Linked DNA regions of Mus musculus: region 1 is linked to region 2. The links are chromatin contacts, called in public HiChIP or PLAC-seq maps. All regions are on one chromosome and are shown on one strand. The core of a region is the stretch at or near the end of the contact, and the rest is flanking DNA. Distances in the headings are between cores, read along the strand shown. Region 1 has its middle 430 kb from the start of Gm42264. Region 2 has its middle 110 kb from the start of Gm42264.

Region 1 (5,956 bases), core at 2,525-5,024, 310 kb after region 2:
ACAATAATATATTTACTATATAAGTCAATGCTTTAATTTCTAAAAGTACACTAAAATTATTTTACATGAAAATAACAAACCTTTCTAAACTACAGTAAATAATATTACTTATAATTTATAATTTATAAGTTAATTTAAGATATATTAAATATTTATTTGTATTCCAGGTCTAGGAAGTGGGAGAGGGTGGGTTGGGGAACAGAAAGAGAGGGGTGGGTATAGGAGATTTTCAGAGAGGAAACTAGGAAAAGGGATAGCATTTGAAAGTAAATTAAGAAAATAGCTAATAAAAAAAAGAAAAAAGTCTATTTTTAAGAAATTTAATTATTACGTAATTTATAGTATTTTAATTTTAATAAAATTATTTTATTTTATTAAGCTATTTATTTTTAAGAAATATTAAATATATGTATTTTTTTATTTATTATACAAACATTTTAAAATTGCAAAATCTAAAAGTATCTATACTGTGTTTTCATTCATTAATAGTAGAAAGTATCTTTTTTTGACAAAAGTTGCAAAGTGCAGAAATAATTTTAGACTGAGGCAATAATCATAAAAATTTATTTTTTATTTTTTCAAGCAATCTGCAGCAACATAAGCTTCTGCTTCATTTTCTATATCTTAATGTTAGTTTGCTATGAAATTAATCATTAGTATTTAAGTGCATGGGTTTCTAAAGATGATTTGATAGATTTCACATGGATATATTATCATGTAGAAAATATAAAAATAGATTTTTACACACACACACACACACACATTGCAGTATAGCCAGTGATAGAATATCTATTCTAACCAATTTTACTGATCTATGAACACCACAAAACACTTTCTTTTATGCTCTTTTTTTTCCACTTTTTATTAGGTATTTAGCTCATTTACATTTCCAATGCTATACCAAAAGTTCCCCATACCCACCCACCCCCACTCCCCTACTCACCCACTCCCCCTTTTTGGCCCTGGCATTCCCCTGTACTGGGGCATATAAAGTTTGCTTGTCCAATGGGCCTCTCTTTCCAGTGTTGGCCGACTAGGCCATCTTTTGATACATATGCAGCTAGAGTCAAGAGTTCCGGGGTACTGGTTAGTTCATAATGTTGTTCCACCTATAGGGTTGCAGATCCCTTTAGCTCCTTGGCTACTTTCTCTAGCTCCTCCATTGGGAGCCCTGTGATCTATCCAATAGCTGACTGTGAGCATCCACTACTGTGTTTGCTAGGCCCCGGCATAGTCTCACAAGAGACAGCTACATCTGGGTCCTTTCGATAAAATCTTGCTAGTGTATGTAATGGTGTCAGCGTTTGGATGCTGATTATGGGGTGGATACCTGGATATGGCAGTCTCTACATGGTCCATCCTTTCATCTCAGCTCCAAACTTTGTCTCTGTAACTCATTGCATGGGTGTTTTGTTCCCAATTCTAAGGAGGGGCATAGTGTCCACACTTCAGTCTTCATTCTTCTTGAGTTTCATGTGTTTAGCAAATTGTATCTTATATCTTGGGTATCCTAGGTTTGGGGCTAATATCCACTTATCAGTGAGTACATATTGTGTGAGTTCCTTTGTGAATGTGATACCTCACTCAGGATGATGCCCTCCAGGTCCATCCATTTGGCTAGGAATTTCATAAATTCATTCTTTTTAATAGCTGAGTAGTACTCCATTGTGTAGATGTACCACATTTTCTGTATCCATTCCTGTGTTGAGGGGCATCTGGGTTCTTTCCAGCTTCTGGCTATTATAAATAAGGCTGCTATGAGCATAGTGGAGCATGTGTCCTTCTTACCGGTTGGGACATCTTCTGGATATATGCCCAGGAGAGGTATTGCTGGATCCTCCGGTAGTACTATGTCCAATTTTCTGAGGAACCGCCAGACTGATATCCAGAGTGGTTGTACAAGGCTGCAATCCCACCAACAATGGAGGAATGTTCCTCTTTCTCCACATCCACACCAGCATCTGCTGTCACCTGAATTTTTGATCTTAGCCATTCTGACTGGTGTGAGGTGGAATCTCAGGGTTGTTTTGATTTGCATTTCCCTGATGATTAAGGATGTTGAACATTTTTTCAGGTGCTTCTCTGCCATTCGGTATTTTTCAGGTGAGAATTCTTTGTTCAGTTCTGAGCCCCATTTTTTAATGGGGTTATTTGATTTTCTGAAGTCCACATTATTGTGTTCTTTATATATGTTGGATATAGTCCCCTATCTGATTTAGGATAGGTAAAGATCCTTTCCCAATCTGTTGGTGGTCTTTTTGTCTTATTGACTGTGTCTTTTGCCTTGCAGAAACTTTGGAGTTTCATTAGGTCCCATTTGTCAATTCTCTTTCTTACAGCACAAGCCATTGCTGTTCTGTTCAGGAATTTTTCCCCTGTGCCCATATCTTCAAGGCTTTTCCCCACTTTCTCCTCTATAAGTTTCAGTATCTCTGGTTTTATGTGAAGTTCCTTGATGCACTTAGATTTGAGCTTAGTACAAGGAGATAAGTATGGATCGATTCGCATTCTTCTACATGATAACAACCAGTTGTGCCAGCACCAGTTGTTGAAAATGCTGTCTTTCTTCCACTGGATGGTTTTAGCTCCCTTGTCGAAGATCAAGTGACCATAGGTGTGTGGGTTCATTTCTGGGTCTTCAATTCTATTCCATTGGTCTACTTGTCTGTCTCTATACCAGTACCATGCAGTTTTTATCACAATTGCTCTGTAGTAAAGCTTTAGGTCAGGCATGGTGATTCCACCAGAGGTTCTTTTATCCTTGAGAAGAGTTTTTGCTATCCTAGGTTTTTTGTTATTCCAGATGAATTTGCAAATTGCTCCTTCTAATTCGTTGAAGAATTGAGTTGGAATTTTGATGGGGATTGCATTGAATCTGTAGATTGCTTTTGGCAAGATAGCCATTTTTACAATGTTGATCCTGCCAATCCATGAGCATGGAAGATCTTTCCATCTTCTAAGATCTTCTTTAATTTCTTTCTTCAGAGATTTGAAGTTTTTATCATACAGATCTTTCACTTCCTTAGTTAGAGTCACGCTAAGATATTTTATATTATTTGTGACTATTGAGAAGGGTGTTGTTTCCCTAATTTCTTTCTCAGCCTGTTTATTCTTTGTGTAGAGAAAGGCCATTGACTTGTTTGAGTTAATTTTATATCCATAATAAAGTAGCAAAACTTGAAAAAGCAAGCTGTAAGATATGATCAATAGATGGAGAGCAGGTGGTGATGGTAAAAGTACAGAGAGCAAAGCAAGAAAAGAGCCTTCTCAACTCATATATGGAATAAATATTACATATTATATTCAAATATATCTGGGCTATATATATTTTACATATTTTATTCAAAATCTCCATTCATATATTGAACAACATCTGAAGTTCCTCTTTTTTGGTCACCCTTTATTAAAAAAATAATCTTCTGAAAGCTGTCTGGCTTGTGAGTTCTATATCAGCCACCATTGATAACTGTTCACACTAAGCATGTTTTCACAGCTGTAAACAAGATAACAATTAACAAATGTAGCTGAAGTGATTCTTGCCAAGTAATAACTACAATAATAAAAACATTCACACTTGTGACTTTTTCAGTCTGAGCAGACCAAAGCACTTTGCAAATAAACATACGTTACTAACCTAAATTTTTACAGTTGTGGAGGAAAATCCACTTCATTTAGGTTAAGGCCACATTAAATTATTCTGCATACCTTTGACCAACAAGTCTAATGTATGACCTTGAACTGAGCAGAGGATTCCAGTAAGGGCTTTCTTCAAAGCCTCTGTTCTGTCTTTTGAAAAATCCAACACCTATTAGCATTTGAACTTCAGATGAATTCCACTTAATGTGTCCATTTGTAGTAACATTTGTTTTGGAAAACATTCTATTTTGCATTAAATTGTTCCATTAAAAAGTAAATATTATGCAGGTGAAAAGCAATGATATTAAATAAGGCAATATTAAAGAGACACAGAAGACAAAAGACAAGTCATTATTGCTGTGCTGCATCCTTTGCATGGAGGAGGTGGCTGAGAGCTTCATTGAAGAGCCTAGGACTCTTCTCCAAGAATCTTTCCTTAAACATTGTTACACTGTTTTAAAATCCTGATTTTTTTTTCTAACCTAAGAGAGATTAGATGTTTATAGTATGTCGTTTATTCAGACATCCTGCCCAAATAGCAACTATCTGTGGTTGATTGAAGATTCCCATTTTAATTTAATCTATGAATTTTTGTGTGACACACAAAATCATAAACTACATGGCATATTTTAATTATGCATGTTTTAAATAAATGGTCACTTTTAACGAAGTATCTTACATAAATATGTAATTCCTGTGATTTGGACACTCAGAGTCTCTAATCTATCATAATTTGAAAACTGTTGAAATATTCATCCAATATCCTTCTTCTAGTCAATATAGAAATGTTATTAAAATATACAAAGTAAATATATTTAACTTCTCAAAGAACTATCTTAGATTATTTTTTTAGATTAACACTGTAATTTTCTATATATGAGTTGGGGCAATTATATTTCTTGTATTTGTCTATTTTGTTTAATTTGATCTCAAATTAAACACAAAATGAGCACCAGGAAGGATCACATTCCTGTCAAAAACTCTTATCAGACAATTAAAATTATAGAAAATTTTCTCTTTGAATATACTAAATTTCAATAGAGATAAGTAACAGGAATCCATTTGGGAAATCCTCAAATATCTAAGAATCAAACAGAAAATTAAACAGGCTTCTTCTAAATGACTCAGTTGAAATATAAAGTAAAAAAAATTGATTTTGTTTCATCTTTAAAAATGATCTTAGAAAAGGTCTTAAATGACTACCACACCTATGTCACTAAACATATTCATATACAATGTGCTGGTTCCATTTATCATTGTTCATAAACACGTCTGTCTAGGACTACTCATTTGTGGTTGGTCAACCTGTGTGAGAGAGCTTATCATTGTGGGAAATGCATTCTACCTCTGCCAGTCTATGTGTAACACTTTAACTGTGGGTAGGACTTTGTGGAATATTCTCTGTTCATATTCTCATGTTAACTGTTAATACATATTATTATTTAGGTTTTGTTTACGCAACCATATTGCTAAGTTTTGAAAAAAATGTTACACTATTATCAACAATGGCTGGACAAATTTAATATTTCTATCAAGAGTACACAAAGTTTACACCTTTTCTATGTTCTAATGAGAACTTATTACTCTAGTCTTCTAAAATGTTATCCAGTTAATGATGGTACTATCACATTCTGATTTTCATGTTCCTGATTATTAGTAATGTTGAGCATTTTTCGTGTATGTATCAAGTGCATGTTTTCTACTGATAACTGTCTGGTAGGTCTGGATATCAATATTTTGTCACACATGTAGTCTGAAAATTTTTTTCTTCTACTTCTCACATGTATCTTTCTCCTCTTTCTCAACTCTTCTGTCTAAGATATTTAGTTTGCTACACTCTGATGCGTGTTTATTTGTGTTGCAGTTTCTTTTGTTCTCCATTCCAACATGCCCATACATTATCTATATATTTTCACTTAATAGATTTATGTCTAATGTTTAAATCTTTAATAAACTTGGGATCTATCTCAAATTTGTAAGAAATTTTGGTAATTCGTTAGACCTATACAGCTCATATTCATACAATAGCATGTAGAAACTAAGTTTTTTCAGAAATATTTATTGATCATTGTTGTAAATGCATGTGATACATAGCAGAAATATTTGACATATACTTGTAGTAAGAAACAAAGTATTACATATTAACTCATGCTTAAAAATAAAATGCACTTAAAAAAGTAATAAAATACCATTAAAAGTAAAACTTTCCCTCCTTTAGAGAGCCTCAATTATATGACTAATTTAAGTAATATCAGAAACACTGATATTTTATAAACATATATACATATGTACACCTTTTTACTCTTTTAAATATAAATAT
Region 2 (5,547 bases), core at 1,979-4,478:
GAAATCTCTGCCTTTCAAGGTAGACTTTAAAATTTATTTCTGGGATTATTGGAATAGACAATTACTAAGTTATTTAAAAGCAAAGCAAATTTCAAGTTTTATGATTGGAAATCTTCAAGCTACTCATAACTAGGTTAAAGTATTGGCTTCCCACGACAACATTTAAACTAACCCATTAAGTGATAAAGGTCCACAGACTGGTTATAACTAATCAGAAGGCAAATGATGGACCAACAGCATAGGCTTCAAACTGGTCATAACTATAAAGTGTAAACCAAAGAAAGCAAGTTCAATTCACTATTTCTTACAGGATCAAAGCTAACAAGAGAGGTAAACTGATATTGATAAACATTTGGACTGTTAGCTATTATTCCTTTTTGATTGAGACATATTCTATGTAGTGATCAAATCTTAGAAATGCTAAAGCAACTTTCTTTAGGTATAAGGTTAACTCCCCCCATTTTGGTTATTCCCAGATGTTATAGTGCTGACTTCATGATTTAGGCCATTTTCCCTAAAATCTACAAAAAATAATAGGAAGAATGGTTTATTGAACACATACACTAGTACTAAATGTTCAGGACCTCAGAAGGAACTCGGTAGCCTAATTGTAGTACTAGACTGTTTTTATGATAGGCTTTTTGTAGAAAAACAAAACAAAACAAAACAAAAACCAAAAAACAAACAAGTTCAAAAGTTTAAAGGGTAAGTAGGAAAGCTGTTGGCTTAATATGCAAAATGTTAGTTTACCTTTAAACCAATTGTTTCTGAGTAAGGTAAGGGTGGTACTGAATGGATGGTGTACAGAAGAATTTCAGAACATTGAGACATCAAAGAAATAATATTATAATCATATATTTTTGGCTCCTTAGGAGCATTCTTTGGTGTCAGGCACAAAAACTAGAGTGAGCTCATATGTAGGTGCAGGAAGGGCTGCCCAGTGATTAGCTCTGACTCAAGATGCATTAGGCATAACAGTTCATATTGACATTTGACTTGATGAGTCCTGCTGAAAGCTTTGTGGAATTTCTTTAAGATTTGAAATTTTATAGAGAACATCTATAGGTCATGGTGTCCTTGCTCTAGCCAAGTCAATCCTCTGTGTCAGTGACTGGAAGACACATTATAACAACAATAAGAAAAAGCTGGTAGGCATGAAATAAAATGGCTACAGATATTCTGATGTAAGTGTGTCAGACCATAACATCCACAAATCTTTTTAGGTTTGTAGGCCTTTCTCTTAGGCTTCTTCTACTACCTTTTGGTAGCTTGCTCAGGCAGGGATTCCATGGCTCTGGCATCTCCAATATCTTGGATGCTTCAAGGCAATCCAGGCTACACATTTATAGCTTTATGCAATGGCCTTCTAGGTCTCCATGCAGGGACACCTCTGACACATGCCTGTCTCAGTAGCTCTCCTTAGTCATAGAGATTGCATAACCCTTTACTTGTATGCTTGATTCTGAATTCAGAACAGCTTGGCTGAATCTGCCCAGTTCTAGTCCTTCTTGAGGTCAGAATGTGTTCTCACTGTTCTCACAAATAAATTTTTACCAAATATCTATTGTTGATAGTTTCTTGGCTAAGCTTGATAACTCTATAACTTGCTCTGTAGATTATGTTTGCCTTGAACTCTGAAATCTACCTGACTCTGCCTCCCCAGTATTGGGATGAAAGGTATAGACCACTATAGCTAGCTCTAAGCTTTTTTCTACATTCTCTGCACAAGTTGGAAGTTTTGATGGGTAGAGTTTTGCTCTGAGGTCACTATTCCTTTATTCCACTTAGCATGAGGATTTTCTTTAATCTTTTTATATTTTCTGATATTATTTTTCTCCTTCAACTGTACATTTTGTATCTTTTCTTGCTTAAGTTACTTTTACTTATTTATTTCTTTATTTATTTAAATAAGATTGGCCAGTAATAGCCACAAAATCCAAGTAATGCTGAGCTTTTTGGAAATGACAGTTTTCAATGTTGTTAATCGATACCTTCTATTTAACCTCAGACATATCTTTTAAATAAGAGCCAAAGGCAGTCACATTCTTCACCAAAATATTACAAGAATGATATCAGGGTCATATATTAATATCGTTTTTGTTTTAAGCCTCTTGAGATGTTCTGCCTCAGTTCAAATCATCCTCAGTACCTCTGCCTTCTGTGTTCCTACTCTTATGGTTCACTAAGCACCATTTAAATCATTCAACTGATTTTCTAATTCAAAATCCAAAATTTCACATTCCTCCAAATAAAGTATTCTTTATTTGGCTGAAGTAATTGGCTTATAAGGATTACAGCTTAAAAAACAAACAAACAAACAAACAAACAAACAAAAAAACAAAAAAAAACCAGAAAAACAAAAAACAAACAAACAAACAAAACAAAACAAAAAACAAAACCTCAATTATTCTTGCTCTTTCTGAACCTTGGCTAGCTGGTTCAACTTAGATGTTCTGGTTTAAAATTCCTTTTCAAACTGACTGATTCAAACTGATTTCTCTCAGTTTCTCTTGAATTGCTCTTCTTGACCTCAAACTAACTCTGGCAATCTGTTCCAGTCTTCTGGATTGGAACTCTTTCCCATTCTCTGCTCATTCTGTTTTCATCTATGTCTAGCTTGTTTTGTCTGAAACCAGTCTCTGTGAAACTGTCCCAGTAAAACAAATGTAAACTCAACAAAGTGTACTGCCATGAATTCAACTTCACTGCACTGACTCTCAGCTCATTGATTCAACTTCACTGGCTGACTAGAACTATGAGATCTCCATGCCTCTGTCTCCTAAGTGCTGGGATTAAAGTTGTGTGTAGTCACGCCTGGAGATAAGCTTTTCTTTACCTGAAATTTGCTCTATGCCAGGCTAGTGTTTGCTCAGAGATATTCTTGCCTGTTTCCTGGGGATAAAGGCTTGTCTATTCCAGACAGATTATACAAACCTGGAAGGTTTGGATGTAATCCCTTACTAGATCAGCCATATTGCTGGATTAAAGTTCCTCTCCACCAGCCTATCACAGCAATACCCCAGAATGAGTTCTTAGATTTGTTATAAATGAAAAGGATATATGGGTGTAGGCTCTCCCAGCCTGAAGCAGGCTGATCCAGACTTTGACCTTGTTGCCACTAGAAGGAGATTACCTAGGGTGGAGCCTTCTGACCTAGATGGCTCTATTGTTCAGCCACCTGCCACTTCTCTCTTCAAGACACCGCTACCTGCTGAGAGGTATCCTGCACAGGCTGGCTCAGACACCAAGAATGGACTGGCTGGGGATGGGCCTTGCCCGATATAAGCACACATCTCTTAGTAAACTGTCTGGCCTTGAACAGAATCTTGTCTTGGTCTCCATTAATTTCTCTTGCAGTCTAGTCTCTTTCAGCCCCAGCCTGCCTCCCAAGTGTACCAGGTTCAAGTAGGCCACAGGCCAGTATACAACAAATGGGAGTTAAATAAAATTAAAATTTGTTCTTAAAGGACCCTAAAGACAATGAAAGTACAATTGTAAGTATACCAATTTTTTTTTTTGTCTGTCTGCAAAGGAAACAAAACTTGTAAAATGACTTGCAAAATGGAAGAAAACTTCAGCTGACAGGAGCTCTACAGACACTGTGAGTGATATCCTAACTCAACAGCCAACCTCCCAAATAAGAGAATGCTAAAAGTGAACCATCTTAACAGATATTTCTTTAATAGTTTTAAGCCTAAAATAAACAGCAGGTACTTGAAAATGTGTTCAACATGAAAAGTTTGAGAAATAGTCTGAGCATGGTTCACAGTTATAGACACCAATCTAAAAATAAAAATATATAAGAATTAAATACATATTTTAATTTTTTTATATTATATAATAATACTTTCTCTACAAGGGCAAGGAGAAGATACTATAGTCATGAAGAAGTTTTACTTATGTAAAGGCTGTTCTATGTCACTCCAAAAGTGCTGACCCCTAAAATCTCCTCAAATTAGGAAAACTCAACTATATAATATGTAGTACAGGATGGAGGCATTTGGAACTTAGCATGGAAAAAAATTACATTTTTTATTGTATATGTTTGTAGGCAGTGGGATACACATGCAGACTAGCCATTTGAAACAAGTATTAATACATTTTTATTTACAAGCAGATGATTGATCTATCAATCATACAGAATTACTGCAGACAATTTGTATAAAAGCTATGAACTAGCCCTCTGGCTGCTTGGTGGGAAGTGTTTGATGTCTTAGTTTTCAAAGTAACAGAGTTTAATTCAGTGAATAAAAAGGAATTCTGGTACTCTGAGTGAAATAACTTTGAAGTGTTTCCACCATTTCATTGGAATTAAGGATGGGCTAAAGAAACAGAAGATAAGGTTATTAGGAAACACTTATACATTAGAAGGAATATAAACAACACACTGTGAGAATGACTACACTACTAATATTGTGATTTTAACCCCTGAAAGTATTCAGAACGATTTCTTTCTCATATATTTTATAGCAGTCAGCATTGTAACAATAGGATAATGGTTTTAAACTATAAAAATGTGTGATATAAGACTAAAGTTTATTCTAAAACGTAATCAAGTATGTTACATACCATATGCTGAAATTTGACTTCAATGAAATCAAGACTTTTTCAATCTCTGCGTAGTAACTAGTGTTGTTAAAGATATATATAAAATCAGGGACCTCAAGCTGTACTACAGCACAATTGTCACGAAAACTGCATGGTACTGATACAGTGACAGACAGGTAGATCATTAAAGTAGAATTGAAGACTCAGAAATGAACCTGTGCATATATAGTCACTTGATCTTTGACACAGGAGCTATATTCATCCAGTGGGAAAAAAGGCAGCATTTTCAACAAATGGTGCTGGATCAACTGGTGGGCAGCATGTCAAAGAAGGCAAATCGATTCCTTCTTATCTCCTTGTACAAAGCTCAAGTCTAAGTTGATCAAGGACCTCCACATAAAACCAGAGACACTGAAACTTACAGAGGAGAAAGTGGGGAAGAACCTCGAACATATGGGCACAGGGGAAAAATTCCTGAACAGAACACCTGTGACTTGTGCTGCAAGATCAAGAATTGACAAATGCGAACTCATAAAATTGCAAAGCTTCTGTAAGGCAAAGGACATCGTGAATAAGACAAAAGGGCAACTAACAGATTTGGAAAAAGATCTTTACCAATCCTAAATTCAATAGAAGGCTAATATCCAATGTATACAAAGAACTCAAGAAGTTAGACTCCAGAGAACCATCAGTTTGGCGGTTCCTCACAAAATTGGACACAGTACTACTGGAGGATCCAGCAATACTACTCATGGGCATATATCCAGAAGATGCTGTAACATGTAATAAGGACACATGCTCCACTATGTTCATAGAAGCCTTATTTATAATAAGCAGAAGCTGAAAAGAACCCAGATGTCCCTCAGCAGAGGAATGGATACGGAAAATGTGGTACATTTACATAATTGAGTACTACTCTGATATGAAAAACAATGCATTTATGAAATTTTTAGACAAATGCATGGATCTGGAGGATATCATCCTGAGTGAGGTAATCCA

The links. HiChIP or PLAC-seq counts read pairs in DNA pulled down with a chosen protein or histone mark.
Region 1: a contact with region 2 is called in an H3K27ac HiChIP or PLAC-seq map of embryonic stem cells, with 2.7 times the contacts expected there. The contact joins two enhancer-like sites. A contact is called at or near these places in 2 of 484 Hi-C or Micro-C datasets (both in embryonic stem cells) and 3 of 115 datasets of contacts at active chromatin or transcription factors (all in embryonic stem cells).

The regions. Positions count from the first base shown.
Region 1 is chr4:27,255,512-27,261,467 of GRCm38.p6, forward strand. No RefSeq gene overlaps it. Among named protein-coding and RNA genes, the nearest start is that of Gm42264, 430 kb to the left of the region's middle. Within about 2 kb of position 3,775, at least 1 of the 459 cell types and tissues checked has an H3K27ac peak or open chromatin away from gene starts, as enhancers often do. A contact at or near this core is called in embryonic stem cells, where this site is marked.
Region 2 is chr4:26,941,618-26,947,164 of GRCm38.p6, forward strand. No RefSeq gene overlaps it. Among named protein-coding and RNA genes, the nearest start is that of Gm42264, 110 kb to the left of the region's middle. Within about 2 kb of position 3,229, at least 6 of the 459 cell types and tissues checked have an H3K27ac peak or open chromatin away from gene starts, as enhancers often do. A contact at or near this core is called in embryonic stem cells, where this site is marked.